2 separate regions of the Gossypium hirsutum genome follow, and region 1 is linked to region 2. The links are chromatin contacts, called in public Hi-C maps. All regions are on one chromosome and are shown on one strand. The core of a region is the stretch at or near the end of the contact, and the rest is flanking DNA. Distances in the headings are between cores, read along the strand shown. Region 1 holds the start of LOC107948531 (SRSF protein kinase 1). Region 2 holds the start of LOC107948396 (F-box protein PP2-A15).

Region 1 (2,815 bases), core at 208-2,707, 250 kb after region 2:
ACATAAAGATTTAAATTTTTTTGACACATGCTATACCTATCCTGTTAACACAAAACAACACAATTTACATATATGTATTCATTCTTTTATTTTAAATTAATAGAAAATAATACATTAAAATTATAATATGTTTTTAGGAATGGTAAAAAGAAAAAAAAACTTAGAAACTGACGGATTTTGATGGATTCCATTTTATAATGTCGATTTTCTCTTTTACTTAAATCAAGTTCAGAGTGAATTAAATTTTAAAACTAGACACGTCAAGATAGGGATTCGGATAAACCTGTGCCGTCTCAAGATATTTACAAGATTACCTCTATTATAATTTTTAATTAGAATTGAACCCCTCAATGGAAAATCTCTTGACCGTGAGTTTTATAATTTTTTTTTTATTTGTGTAGTGATGAGAAAAGGGTTGATAGTTTGTGTGTTACTTGAGGTGTGGCTTTTGCATATTTCCCCTTGTTTCTATAAATTTCTGCAACACCAAAGCTTGGATGACTGTAAAATTCTCCACGTTTGAAACTCGTATATATTTGTGTTGCTTAATGGTTAAAAAAAAATCTGACTTATGAGTTCAAACATACTTGTAATTATAAATGGTCCATCAAAAATTTCTAGTAACATCAAACTAAATGATTTAGTTCTTTTATAATTACAAATTTTGTATAATGTAATAAAATAAGTTCTGGTTGGAGTCGGAAGCCGAGTCAATTTTTTCATAAAATGTTGGGTCTAAGGGTCGAGACAATTTTTTTTTTAATGTAGGTGGAGTTTCAATATTTGGGTATTTCCTATAAGAAAAATAATTGAAAAGGATGAAAGTAGTAAATTGTAAGTTTGGAAAGTAAGAGCAAATTGCTTAATTTGGTGGTGGAGTGATGGATAGAAGATTAGAGGCGATGCTGCAAATGACAAAACTCTTTGTTGGTAATGAAAGAAACAAGAGAATCGAATCCCCTTGGAAGGAAGGGCCAGCTTAAAAAACCAAAATAAATGAATTTTTTTAAATATTTTTAATAGTTATTTTTTAAAATTTTTAAAAAAATTAAAATATATCACAATACTCTTACTTTTCATAAATTTAAAATTTAATCATTATTTTTTATTTTTAAAAATTTAATTTTTTTACTTAAAATTTAAGTTCAATTGTAGACACTTTAAATTTTTAAAAAAATTAACTACGTGTCATTTTAAAATTTTAAAAAAAAAATTTCAATGGGCAACTTACGAAAATTTTGTAATTTTTTTAAATTATACATTTTTAAATTTCATCTTAACAATGTTATTAAATTATTTGAGAGAATCTAAATTTCAAAATTAAAAAATAAATGTTGCTTTACTGGTAATAGTACTCCAATCATGTTGGATTTTTCCGATTAATGACGACACCTCACACACAGAGGATTCCAGCCCACCTTTTTACGCCACGTATTAAAAAAGGAAAAGAAGAAAACGAAAACCCCAAATTTCAAAGTCCCTACTTCCCATACGGGGATTATACTCCCGCACAAAAACCGAAAAAGTTTTTTTTTTTCCTTCTTTTTCCAACATTTTATTTTCCTTCAATCTAAACGAAGAAAATAGAAAATTTCCTTTTTCTATCATAGGAGTAGCTGCAAGATCTGCTGATCCAGCTGAATCTAATCGAGGAATTGTTGAAATTTTTAGAAATTATGTCCTTTTAGTTTTTCCTTATCTAGATTTTGGAAGACAAGGGAATGGGGGACAAGGAGGAGGAAGAAGAGTGGACCGGGACTGAGAGCGGGGATTTGACATCGGAAGACGAAGGAACGGAAGATTACCGGCGGGGCGGTTATCACGCTGTTAGAATCGGAGACACTTTCAAGAACGGTCGTTACGTTGTACAAAGCAAGCTCGGTTGGGGCCATTTCTCCACCGTTTGGCTCGCTTGGGACACTCACCGCTCCGTACTCTTTCTCTCTTTCTCTCTAGCAGATCTTGCTTCGTTTCCCTTGTTGATCACTTCAATTATGCCTACTATAATTAAATCTGCTTAGTTTATTGAAGAAGTTTGCCTTTTAGCTCTATTTATTTGGTTTATTTCAATAATATTTGATAAGACTGTTTGTGATCCTTTAATTGAAGGAAAAGCATCTAAAGAAGAACCTTTATCATTTCATTTGTGTTAATATCGTGTTAACACTTTTTGCCTAGAAAACAACGGAGAAAAATATAATGGATTGTAAAGAACGAATAAAAAGCGTTCGTTGCCACTCGCAAGTAGTCATTTGTTTGCTTGATCAATTTTGACTATGAAACAGCAGAAAAATCACTAAGAAATGTAGTCTATTCTCTTTTAATTTTAGTTAAATTGCTTTGATTATGTTATATTTAATAATTTGTTTTTAAACTACAGTGTTATGTAGCTTTGAAAGTACAAAAAAGTGCCCAGCATTACACTGAGGCAGCGATGGATGAGATAACAATCTTGCAACAGATTGCGGATGGGGATAAAGAGGATAAAAAATGTGTGGTGAAGCTTTTGGATCATTTTAAGCATTCAGGTCCGAATGGGCAGCATGTTTGTATGGTGTTTGAGTACTTGGGAGATAATCTTTTGACTCTCATCAAGTACTCTGATTATCGTGGCATGCCTATTCATATGGTTAAGGAGATATGTTTCCATATTCTAATGGGCTTGGATTACTTGCATAGAGAGCTTTCCATTATACACACTGATCTGAAGCCGGAAAATATTTTATTGTTGTCAATGATAGATCCATCCAAGGACCCTAGAAAGTCGGGTGCTCCTCTCATCCTTCCAAATAGTAAGGACAAGACGGTGCTGTCT
Region 2 (2,845 bases), core at 117-2,616:
AATTATTAAAACTAAACCAATAAAAATTGAATTTGAATTATTTTCTTTAAAAATAGCGTCTTCTATGATTTCACAAATTCAAGACCCTTTTCTTTTAATTTAATTGATTAATTAATAATGTTTTAAAACAATGAGAAACTTATATGATTTAGGTTTTCTAATCGAAAATAAAAAAAAAAAAACCACGAGGAATCGCTATTAATAAGAAATGTTCAATCATAAATCTGTCGAACCAATTTGTTAAATTCTATTTAAAAATATAATAATATACACATGGAAACATTAAATATATATCATATAAATCAATTAAAATTTGAATCAAACAAATAATGTAGTAATGCATCAAAGCAATTCTTATCAGTAAACTTGAGATGCGCCAAAACATATTTTTTAACGCACAAAATAAATCTACATATAAATACACCAAAATATGCATTAACTATACTTTTAGTAAAACTAAAATTCTAATGTTTTTACAATTACCAAATAAAACTATAACTTGTTAATATTGAATTCTCAATTATCGAATAATTAATGGAGTAATAGAATTCAATCGACATCACTATTATTTCATTGCCCAATGGAAATTAAAGCACAAACATTCAAAATCCACCACAATTAAAAATTAAAGATCAAAACTAGGGGTGAGCGTTCGACCGAATCGAGTGAAAAATTTCGAGTTAATCGAGTTTAGGAGTCCTATTTTATCATTCTAACTCAATTTGAAATTTTTTCAAATTAAGTCGAATGAAATGAAATTTGAATCGAGTTGAATAAAGTGAAATTGTAACAATAATAATACAAACTGAACTTGATGATTTTTTAATAAAGAATGTGACATGATTATTATGGATATTAAAATTTAATTTTAACTAATTTGGATGAAAAATATTCAGTATAGTTATAATGGGCATCCATAAAATTCTTTTTAAAAAAAAATTCCTAAAAGGGAAACAAAGATTATGGAAAGATCAAGTTTTGTCCTTTTTTTTTTCTTTTAATAGATTAGAGGATAAAACTTTTACAATTTCATCATGTTTATCAAGATAGTTTATTTGATGTAATTTAATTAAATATTTTCTTTAAGAATTCAAAGTTGGGTTTTTTGAGTTTTATCTCGATTGATATGAATATTATTATCAATATAGAAGGACGTTTGTTTGAGTATGTTAAAAACGTTAATAATTTTATTTATGAATTAGAGAGGGATTATAAATAATTTTAGAATTATAATGAATAAGATATATGGTAAGAGAAAAAATCTGAAGTTGGAGTATGATTGTAATAGTAAAATATGGGTGTCCTTGATGTGCATATGACATAAAAAAAAATATAAATATTGTTATAGAAAAAATGATAAAAAGAAGAGCTGCATTCCATTTCCGTTTCGGTTAATGTACCCCACCAAACGCATCCTCAAAAGTCTGTCTAGGTAAATTCTAAACAAACATTTTTGCCTCGGTTTCTTTCCCACCTCCCCCAAACACACATTTTCCCGGAAAAAACAAACCAAAGTAAAATGGTAGAAAATATCCACAGATTTTCTCCCTCCCCTCTTCACTCTTCTCACCACCAACCTACCTCTAAAACACTGAATTTTTATAAATAGAAATACAAGGTATTTTTTAAAGAGAAAGGATTTCATGGGTGCCTCCCTTTCCAGACGAACGGAAGGAACCAATAGGACCGAGATGACACCAGGATTGGGGGACATACCCGAGGGCTGCTTGGCCTGCGTTTTCATGAACTTGACGCCCCCGGAGATTTGCAATCTCGCCAGGTTGAATCGCGCCTTTAGAGGGGCTGCCTCCTCCGACTCCATCTGGGTAAAGAAGCTACCCACTAATTTTCAAGATCTGCTAAATTTGTTGCCTCCTGAGAGGTACCAGAACATGTCCAAGAAAGACATTTTTGCGCTTCTTTCTCGCCCGGTACCTTTTGATGATGGATATAAGGTAGGTCATTATAGAAGTTCGTTTTTTTTTCGCCCGGTACCTTTTGATTATTGTTTTAAATATCTAGACATTTCCTTGTTAAATGATTTTCCCTTTTTGTTTGGTTTAGCTGCTTTATTATCATTAGATGAGCAAGTGAAGATTATTGACGGTTGAACATGGGGTGATGCAGGAAGTATGGCTAGACAGAGTGACAGGCAGGGTATGCATGGCAATATCTGCAAAAGGGATGGCAATTACTGGAATCGATGATCGGAGATATTGGAATAGGGTTGCTACTGAAGAATCTAGGTTTGATATTAACATCATCACATTTCGATGCTAAAGTTTCAAGTGGAATTTATTAATTTGACGTTCACTTAATATGGGATTGATATACTTGTATCTTGAAATGTTTCTAGTAAATTTTTTTAACCATAGGAGTGGGATTTTTGTATTGATTGCTTGAACTAGCATAAAGTAGAATTAGTTGCTTATAATTTTTCTTCTACATGGAGCATGTCGATGGATAAGCTATATATTTCTTGGAATGGAACTCTTGGTAAATTGTATTATCAATCTACACCTTTTTTTTCCTTTGGTGGAAGGAAATGCATTTGGATGCTAATCAACTGCTGTTTTCTAGGCTTTGCTGCTTGTTGATGTTGTTTTTATACAAATGGTATTATGTGGAAAGGCTGAAACCTCTGAATATTTGTATCTTTGTTGATCATTAAGTATTGAGCTCAAGATGATGTATGTATATATGCTTATACATATACGCATAAATAAATGTATACATACATATATGCATGATGTATGGCATTTGGTGTTTGTCTTGGTTGCCACATTCTTAATCTCAAGGTATATTTGGTCTGAAGAGCGGGATAAGAAAGATGATTTTGTTTGAT

What was found. A called contact is a pair of places that touch in the nucleus more often than the background predicts.
Region 1: a contact with region 2 is called in a Hi-C map of leaf, with 2.8 times the contacts expected there. The contact joins the promoter of LOC107948531 here to the promoter of LOC107948396 in region 2. A contact is called at or near these places in 10 of 34 Hi-C or Micro-C datasets (anther, callus, hypocotyl and 2 more).

The regions. Positions count from the first base shown.
Region 1 is chrA04:61,639,463-61,642,277 of Gossypium_hirsutum_v2.1, forward strand. It overlaps LOC107948531 (SRSF protein kinase 1), which reads left to right and starts at 1,458. Exons shown (of 4, transcript XM_041111350.1): 1 at 1,458-1,931; 2 at 2,381-2,815. The coding sequence starts at 1,722.
Region 2 is chrA04:61,392,250-61,395,094 of Gossypium_hirsutum_v2.1, forward strand. LOC107948396 (F-box protein PP2-A15) reads left to right here and starts at 1,367. Exons shown (of 3, transcript XM_016882930.2): 1 at 1,367-1,955; 2 at 2,128-2,246. The coding sequence starts at 1,644.